Linked DNA regions of Mus musculus: all the other regions are linked to region 3. Evidence: chromatin contacts called from public Hi-C and HiChIP or PLAC-seq data. All regions are on one chromosome and are shown on one strand. Each heading gives the region's core, a stretch centred on a gene start, on an enhancer-like site or on the middle of the called end of the contact. The rest is flanking DNA. Distances are from core to core; before and after follow the strand shown.

Region 1 (3,120 bases), core at 365-2,864, 530 kb before region 3:
TCAAACTCCGAGTGCACAGGCCGTAATTGTGCCTTAATTGATAGTCAGTGGACAGCACCTATTGATTGCACTGCTAGGCTCCGCATTAAATGTCCTCCTTTCCTCCCTCCTTCTCCCCCACATGCTCCAGCCCACCCTCCTTCTCTGCCCTAACCCACACTGAGAAAGTACTATAGCGCTACCCCTGCTGCGCAAGGCAGTGGGGATCTGTGCCCTCTACAATAGCGGACTCAGCCTAGTAAAGGCGCCGAGGTCAGAATACACACCATTTAAAACTGGGCTATTTATTATCATTACTGTTTATGATGCTGGATAATAACTATCAACTTAAACTTTCCATGGGCAGATAACAAGGCATATCAGAAAAAGAGGGAATTTTGGAGAAAGGAAAATATAAAAAGAACGATTTGGATTTACAATGTTTTCACAAAGATTTTAAGGCACTGTCAAAATGAAGGAATCGTGCCTAATCCGTCTTTGTATCTATCTCCTGTTCCTGGCATAAAACTTAAAAACATGTAGAAGGCTATGGAAGTGGTTCAGCTGTGTTTTTGTGCAAGCGGGGGGGGGGGGTGAGATTTGGTCCCCAACACACACACACACACACACACACACACACACACACACAAATAATCCCAGCTCTGGAGAGGCAGAAATAGCCATATCTTTGAAACTTAGTGGGCATCCAGTCTGGCTGAGTACATGTGCTACTGTGTAGGGTTTCTATTGATATATACTGTGAGCAAAAGCAACTTGGGGAGGGAAAATGACTTCAACCTGTGCATCAGGCCTTATTTGTGCTGCCACTATCTCTGAGTTCATATGTGCATCGGACTTGTTGTGTCTGGAACACTGTTTTCTTAGAGTTGTCTACCCCTCTGGCTCTTACAGTCGTTCTTCTTCCTGTCCCACAAAGATCTCTGAGCCCTGAAGGAAGGAATTTGATAAAGACAGTCCACTTAGGGCAGAGGGCTCCAAAGTGGAGCACTCTCTGCACACTGTCCAGTTGTGAATCTCTGTGTTGATTATTATTTAGCTGGGTAATGTTCGACTTGCTTCTCTTGCAGAAGTCTCAGGTTCGAATCTTAGCATCCACATAGCAGCCCAAATACCCTGTGACTCAAGTTCCAGAGGATCTGCTGTCCTCTTCTGGCCTCCAAGGGCACCAAGTAGACAGGTGGTGCACAGGCATGCATGCATGCAAAACGCATCATCAGGATGTTTAACCTGAGGGAGGTTGAACATTGCAGTGACCTGTGGGTATAAAATATGTCATCAGGAGTGGTTTCATTGCTGTGTTGATTTTGCAGAAAAGTAGTTGGTTTTTCCAGGACCATGACATATCTAATCGCATGTTATCGGCCTCATTAACAGTATCAGGTGTGGGTTCCATCTCAATGAGTGGTTTGTTAATTCGGTGATATTTGTTCCACTATTACCTCAGTGGGCATACCTCGCAGGCAGATTGCTATTGTAGCTCACAGAGTATATAACCGGGTGAGAGTTATGATTCTTTTCTCCTCCAGGAGCATTCTTAGCAGCTTCCAGCACTGTGGATGCCGGAGTGTTCATTTTCTTTTTGAGACAGGAACATTTCTGCTATGTGTATTAATGGACAGCAGAGGGCAGCACAAGTTCTGGTCATTTTTCTTGTGCCTCAGTCTGGTGTTTTCATGCCCCCACCCCTTGAAATGATTTCATAGTTGAATGTAGAACATGGGAAGATAAATCAGGACATGGTGTGCCCTCTAATTTGATCTTCTTTTATGAGTCCCTTGGCGTAGCTCCTCGGCAATGTGTCCCCTGCCCCCCAAGTTCCCTAGCACAACTGTTCTTACTAAGACCTCCTTAAAAAGAGGTGTTTGTTCTCCAGTACACATAACACCTATTTAACAATAGGCAGCTATATCACTTTATCACTTTATTCTCCCAGTTCAGATCTGCGAAAGACAACATCACTAAAGACCTTGGATGTAGCCAGACATGTCGCATTAGCTGTAAATTAACCAGATTTGTTCTTCGGCTGTTTAAAAGCAGATCTAATAAAACATTCATCCACCTCAAAAAGTCCAGGAAATGCACTGAGACACCAGCTTTCCAACCAGAGAGAATGACAACACAGCCCCCAAGTTCATGTAATCAGAACCTCAGGATACCAGCTAGACGACAACAACAACAAACAAACAAACAACAATAACAATAACTCAACACTATTATGAACAATAAAAACCCAGAGAATTGTGATAACTTTTAAAAGTCTTATATTAGGGGCTAGAGTAGTGGCTCCCTGGTTAAGAGCACTTGCTTCTCCTGCAGAGGTCTCAGGTTCGACTCTTAGCACCCGAGTAACAGCCCACAAACACCTGTGACTCAAATTTCAGAGGATCTGATGTCTTCTTCTGGCCTCCAAGGGCACCAAGTAGGCAGGAGGTACTATTTCCTGAAGCTAAGTCCACATTTTTATATATAACCCTGACAACTATTTAAAGAATTATTGTATTAATTATTATATTAATTCCCTGAGAATTGTGCATAATGTATTTTGATCATATTTGCTCCCCAACCTAACTCCTTCCAGATCTATTCACTTCCTCCCTGCCCACTCAACTTCCTGACCTCTTTTTAAAAAATCCATTGAGTCCAATTTGTGCTCAGATACTCCTGGGTGTGGGCCCAGCCCCTAGAGTGTGATCTACCTACCAGGGACCACGCCTTTAACAAAAAATGTCTCTCCTTTTCCCAGCAGCTATTACCTATTGTCACTAGCTCCTCAGATGCAGATGGGACTTTGTGCTAGGATGTTGTCTGGTTTAAGTTGCATGCTGTCCCAAATGCTGCAAATTCGTATGAACAAATGTCAGGTCACGTCAAGAAAACGTGGTTTCATTACAATTATCTACTACCCCTGCCTGTTAAAGTCTTTCTGCTTTCCTTTCCATAATGATCCAGCCTTGGGAAGACTGAGTGTAGCATAGATATCCCATTTATGGCTGGGCATTTTGCAGTATCTCATTCTCTACACAACATCCAGTTTGTGGGTCTCTGTGTTAATCAACATTTACTGCAAGGAGACATTCCTCTGAGGAAGGTTGAGAGATTTGCTAATCTACAAGTACCACA
Region 2 (3,155 bases), core at 47-2,546, 680 kb after region 3:
ACTCAGAAATCTGCCTGCCTCTGCCTCCCAAGTGCTAGGATTTCTGTATCCATTCCTCTGCTGTATTTTTGGGCATTAAAACCCAATCAGGGTCTTAACGAGATGGATCAACTTAAGGGTGTTTGCTGTGCTACCTGGTAACCCAGGTTCATCTTCTAGACTCATGTGAAGCTAGGAGACAACAAAGTCTGCAGAGCTGTCTTCTGGCCCCCATACACATGTGTACACTAACAATAAATTCTTAGAAGGGGAAAAAGCAGTGTGTATCTGTGTATTTGTCTGTATTTTACATGCGTCTAAGGCAAAACATAATATCCGGTATATAAAGTAATTTTCCACTTGATTTTATTTTTGTAAATAGATATGATATTAACAGAATGTTAAAAATTGATCCTATTTGATTTCATCATTTGAGAAGTCTTGAGCCATTTCTAAATTCGTTGGCTCTTCTCTTTCGCTTATGTTTATTCTACTGAAATTGAAGAAAATGATTGCAAATTAAGTAGTTTCATTGCCAGAGAAATGTCCCTAGACTCATTAGAGCCTTAGGGGAGACCTCCAGTGTTTTCTCACATTCACACACTTCCAAGGAACACTGTCTGGGAGGAGGTCAGGACAAGGGCGTCTGATTTTCAGTATAACTTCTTCCAAATCTTGGTTCATTAAAGGTGATAATTACCGCTACCCCCTCGTCATCGGATGGTGGTGACACAGCTTCCTGGAAAGGGCCTTTATCCTGCTCTTATCAGACAGAATCTATCTGTATGTGGCCAGAGGGAAACAGATTCCAATGCAGGCTGTCGATTCTTGTTTGCATCTGTAAGCGCAAGAAAAAATTAGATGGTTTAAGGCTGGCAGTTTTGAGTTATTAAGAACGGCTGGATTAGCCTGAGCCTCCCTGGGTCACTCCAAGGTAGCGGCTGGGGCTCCACATCTGGTTTTGGTTTGCACTCACCGACAAAGGAGTGTTGTGCATGCAGGGCCTTATTGTTAATAGTCTCTCCGTTCTTATGGGGACAAAGGGCTCCCTACTCCAAAGGTATAGAAATACTTTTAACTTCAATTTACAGATTAGGCAAAAATCTCCTAGGTTAAGGGTCATGTAAAGAGAGGCAGTTGAAAAATTTCTTTGTGGACTTCCCCATTTTCTGGCTATTAGAGGTATATATATATATATACATATATATGTATATATATAAAACAAGAGTTCCTTGTGTGCGAGCATTCCATACCACAGTGTCACATGGGAGAGAAGGAGTGTTTTCCAGTCTCTGTGAAAGCAGCTTTGAGTTCCATGGAACCAAGTATTTCAAACCCTGGCTCAGCCTGGGAGCTGAGGTTCAGGTGTCCTACCCAGCTGTCTGGAACCAGAGCCTTACTGCTTCCCAAACTTGTTAGTGTAGCCTTGAGATGGGCCCTGAGGTGGCAGACATCCACAGTAAGGGCTGCTTAGGAGCCGGATGGTCACTTGAGTTCAAGAGTTCTAGGCCAGCTGGACAGACTTGCTAAAGAAAAACAAAAGACGGTTTATCTTTCAGGAAACCTCCAGTTTGGTTAGACTCTTTCTTACAATTGCTAGGTTTCGTGAAATGGGGACCGGCTGTGTGTAGCTGAACACACTGCCTTTGCCCACAGTGAAGCCAGACTAATCATTAGATTCCTCCAGATGCCTCTAAGTGTAGTCCAGTTTTGTTTTTGTTTTTGCTTTTGTGTGTGTGTGTGTGTGTGTGTGTGTGTGTGTGTGTGTGTGGTGGAGCCCCCACAACACCGTGGAAACCTTAGAGGCCATGAGGGAAAGAGTCCCCAGTGTTTCAGAGAATAAAATGGCAGCCTTTTCTCCACATTGGAGTTCTTCTGTATACCAACACACAGGGTAATGGATCATCAGGCATCATTGCCTCTGTGGGCATGAGAGTTTCCCACTTCTCTTTGGGGAGGTAACTTGGTATCCATAGGAAGGATGTCCTGAAGATGAGCAACCAGCAAACCAGGTCCAGGAGAACTGCTGGCACTGGGTAAGGACTGAGGACATGAGGGTGTAGCCCTGGGGTACCAGCGTCATTGATGGATAGCTGTGGAGTGAGAGGAATTAATGACTGTCACGTCTCTCTCCTTCCTCTTGAGTTAAAATGCCTCTACGACTTTGACATATTTTCCCTCCAACTGATAGGTGAAGTTTCACTCTGTTTGTACAAGAACATTTCCCTTGCTTTCAGCACCTTCAGCACCTTCAGAGCAGCCTGGCCCAATGCTTAACATGTAGCTAATGCCAATAAAGATTGATAGACCTCTCATAGGAAGGCTCCTTCTGCTGCAACAGTCTTGTTACAAACGTCTTGTGGAAGCCAGACTTGGTCTCATAGTGTTCTAGGCATTTAAGGCTTCAATAAATCATTCAAGACTACAACTATCACTTCATATCACATCATAGGACTGATGCTGGAGAGGAAGTCTTCAACCCGTTGTCTTGCAGAAGGTTGTAGTCAACTGGCGTTTGGGGCTGGAGTCCTCTGGAAGCCTTCTTCACTTAGCTCTGGGGTCTGGTGTAAACTGTCATGCAGGGATAATGATAAGAACACCCACCCCATCTTTCCATAGTTGGCCTTTTTCTTTCAATGAAGGCTGAAGTTTATGAATGCTTGTTGCCAAGGAAACAGGCAGAGGTAGCTTTGGAAGTCTGATAACTGAACCTCTGTCAGAGACCTGAGGGGATGGGAGGGAGGCAGGTACCACTATTTAATGGAGCAAAATTGATGCCAGCTTTCAGAAGGGTTTGAGATGGACCATTTTAGGAAATGCAGTTGCCATGGTGATATGGTCAGTGCCTAGAAATGCAATGACTGCTCCATGTTCCTGGTCTATAAGGACATATGAAACCATCCCTGATAACAAATAGTGTAGCTGAGCATGCTTATGAAAGTAGGGTACCGTGCACATACGTGTGCCATGCATGTTACATGTCCACTTGCCGCTGGGTATGGTTTGGACACTGAGAAGGGGACCTCATGTGATAGAGAGTTGGAAGTCCTCAGAGTACATTAGAAAAAAAATCTTATTTCCAAATGCCTTAGTCAGAGTACTTGCTCAAAAAGCCCTCCTCTAGAGTGACCCAACATCTGGAGGTCTGCAACTGAACACCCCAGATGAAGACGGTT
Region 3 (2,808 bases), core at 166-2,665:
CTTGACCCCTCTTCAGGCTTCACCAATTTGCTAGACCAGCTCACGAAACTCAGAGCAAAAATCTTGCCCACTGGTTTATTACAGAACATGTTTTCCAAGGCTATAGATACAGGTTAGAGAGATGTGTTGGGGGTTAAGCACACTTGTGGCTCTTTCAGAGGATCCAGGTTCAGTTCCCAGCATGCATGTGGCTGCTCACACCATCTATAAGTCAGTTCCAGAGAATGTGACTGCCTCTTCTGGCCTCCTCAGGCAACCTCGTTCACATGGTGCATATACATACACTCAGAACACACACACACACACACACACATAAAATCTTTAATGGCTACAGATTAAGAGGGTGGAGAGATAGCTCAGTGGTCAAGAGCACACTCACATAGTGGCTCACATGGAGTCCTTGACTCCAGTGTCAGGGAATCAATGCCCCTTCTGGACTCAAAAGCACTGCATACGTGTGATGCACTTACATACATGCAAGCGAAACTCTCACATAACAAATAGTTTTTTTTAAATGGTTTAAAGGCTACAGATAGCAGGACAGATGAAGAGAACTTTGCAGACAGGTCATTGAGTGTGGGGACATCCATCCCCAGTTAGTAGTCCCCAATCCCTCTTCCAGTACACAGAAAAGTCCTTCTAAACCTTTCTGCATCCAGTCCTTTGGAGAACTGTGTGCAGACTTCATTATACAGGCATGAGTAAAATATGGAAAGTATGTTGGGGCTGGAGATGGCTCAGTGGATAAGAGCACTGGATACTACTATAGAGGGCCTGGGTTCTGTTCCCAGGACCCACGTGGCAGATAACTAATGTCTGTAACTCCAATTCCAGAGCATCCAGCGCTCTCTTCTGGACTCTGCTGGCAATGAAAGCACACAGTGCACAGATACACACGCAGGAAAAACACCCCCCATACATAAACAGAAACCTGAATGTGCAAGAACGGTATGGCCTGTTTAGATTGCTCTGTAGTGTTCCTTGTTCCCACGGACAGAACAGAAGGGGGCTCCCTGTAGCCGGGGATCAGCCGCTCCGGAGCCAGGCACCTGTGAGGATGCTGGGCCGGGGCTGCTCCTCTGTCGCGAAGCGTGGCTTGGGACCTCCCACCCTCCAGAGCTGGTTGCAACCTCGCGATCTGTGAGAAGCTCGGAGGCACCTGGAGGAAGAGAGCTTGCAGCATGGACCGCGCAAGGCCCCGCGCTCGGCCGCTCCCCGCCCCCGGCAGCTACTTACAAACGAGGACAGGGACGGCAGGAGGATGCGCAGCAAGTTACACCCGAACACGAAGCTCAACACCAGCAGCCACGCCCAGCGGTCCGTCTCGGACGCGCTCATGCTGGATCCCAGGCACCTGCACCGCTACGACAGCGCCATGGTGACCGCGCCTCCGCGCTCGCCTACGCCTGCGCACTGCAGCCCTGCTCCGCTACGGCAGCGCCTGGGAGCAGCGTCGTCAACTGCGCCTGCGCACTGCAGTCCTGTTCCGCTATGGCAGCACCAGGGAGACGGCGTCGTCAACTGCGCCTGCGCCGGCGCGCCACGGCTAGGGCTACACGTCGGGCCGCGGTGCACGCACGCTACACCTCCTCTAGGGGGCAGCATGGGATGTTACTTAGCAGCCATTTTCGCCTTTCGCCTTCCCGGCTTCCGTAGCCGGGTGATAGCCCACTTCGGGAGGCTAAACAGGTTTTGGCAAACTGTGATTGCTTGTAGTAACCGAAAACTATTTACGTTCTTACTGAGTTAACTAACGCACTTTTATTCTTTTTTATGTATATGAATTTTTTTTAAAGATTTATTTATTTATTGTAAGTACACTGTAGCTGTCCTCAGACACTCCAGAAGAGGGAGTCAGATCTCATTACTGATGGTTGTGAGCCACCATGTGGTTGCTGGGATTTGAACTCCTGACCTTCGGAAGAGCAGTCGGGTGCTCTTACCCACTGAGCCATCTCACCAGCCCTCTCACTTTTATTCTTAAATAAATTTATTTTAGGATAAGCCTCTGCATGAATAGAAAGTTACTTTATCATAGATGGTAACTGAAACTGTTTCCTAAACCGTTGTCGCATGTAAAATGGTTCGACTACATTTTAAAACTAAGCACTAATAAACACGAACAATGTAGAAAATCGTCACCCTAAAAGATAAGTTTATTCATCAAAAGACATCACATAGTGACTGGTAGAGACTTGCCAAGCATGTGGGAAGTCTTAGGTACCAGCCATGCTCAGCACGCACAAAGAAAAAGTTTACAGTGAGCTTTTAATAAAATTATCTAAATTTAGGCAATGATGAGTATTCATAACAAAAGAACCGCGGCTCACTTGTATATGGGGAATAAAGTGGAAGATAGTTGGCTGTCTTTTCTGCCACGTTAGTCAGAGAACGGGTTACTTCTAGAAACACTGCCTGTGTTTCTACCAGCAGCGGTGGGATGAATTATCTCAACGAAAGGGCACGCTGACTAGGAGACTGCCACTCCATAACCTTCCCTTCCAACTGGACTGTAGACAGACTGCCAGGTGCTCTCTCTCCACGCTGAGGTTTTAGATAGATTAAGGAAGAGCAGCCTCGTGAGAAATTATGGCAGTGTGTCTAAGTCTCCCTCCCCACAAACCCACCTTGACACATACACACACACACACACACACACACACACACACACACACACACACCTGCTTGCTCTTCAATCCCAAATCTCTGCTTTTTAGAATGAAAAGGAAATTATCAACCAAGGTCCCCACTGTACAGGAGGACCACTCTGTTCTTGGTGAGGCGAGATACTAAAAAAATTTCTGGTGA

Evidence for each region. A called contact is a pair of places that touch in the nucleus more often than the background predicts. HiChIP or PLAC-seq counts read pairs in DNA pulled down with a chosen protein or histone mark.
Region 1: a contact with region 3 is called in a Hi-C map of the N1E-115 cell line, with 2.9 times the contacts expected there. The contact joins the enhancer-like site here to the promoter of Get1 in region 3. A contact is called at or near these places in 1 of 39 promoter capture datasets (hippocampal neurons) and 1 of 484 Hi-C or Micro-C datasets (the N1E-115 cell line).
Region 2: an H3K4me3 HiChIP or PLAC-seq map of embryonic limb bud shows a contact between it and region 3, with 6 times the contacts expected there. The contact joins the enhancer-like site here to the promoter of Get1 in region 3. A contact is called at or near these places in 1 of 484 Hi-C or Micro-C datasets (nephron progenitors) and 1 of 115 datasets of contacts at active chromatin or transcription factors (embryonic limb bud).

The regions. Positions count from the first base shown.
Region 1 is chr16:96,670,300-96,673,419 of GRCm38.p6, reverse strand. The region is part of intron 20 of Dscam (DS cell adhesion molecule); the gene reads left to right. Among named protein-coding and RNA genes, the nearest start is that of Gm32509, 47 kb to the left of the region's middle. Within about 2 kb of position 1,614, at least 2 of the 459 cell types and tissues checked have an H3K27ac peak or open chromatin away from gene starts, as enhancers often do. A contact at or near this core is called in the N1E-115 cell line, where this site is marked.
Region 2 is chr16:95,467,687-95,470,841 of GRCm38.p6, reverse strand. All of the region lies in intron 2 of Erg (ETS transcription factor), which reads left to right. Among named protein-coding and RNA genes, the nearest start is that of Erg, 61 kb to the left of the region's middle. Within about 2 kb of position 1,296, at least 17 of the 459 cell types and tissues checked have an H3K27ac peak or open chromatin away from gene starts, as enhancers often do. A contact at or near this core is called in embryonic limb bud, where this site is marked.
Region 3 is chr16:96,144,007-96,146,814 of GRCm38.p6, reverse strand. Get1 (guided entry of tail-anchored proteins factor 1) reads right to left here and starts at 1,415. Exons shown (of 5, transcript NM_207301.3): 1 at 1,237-1,415. The coding sequence starts at 1,338.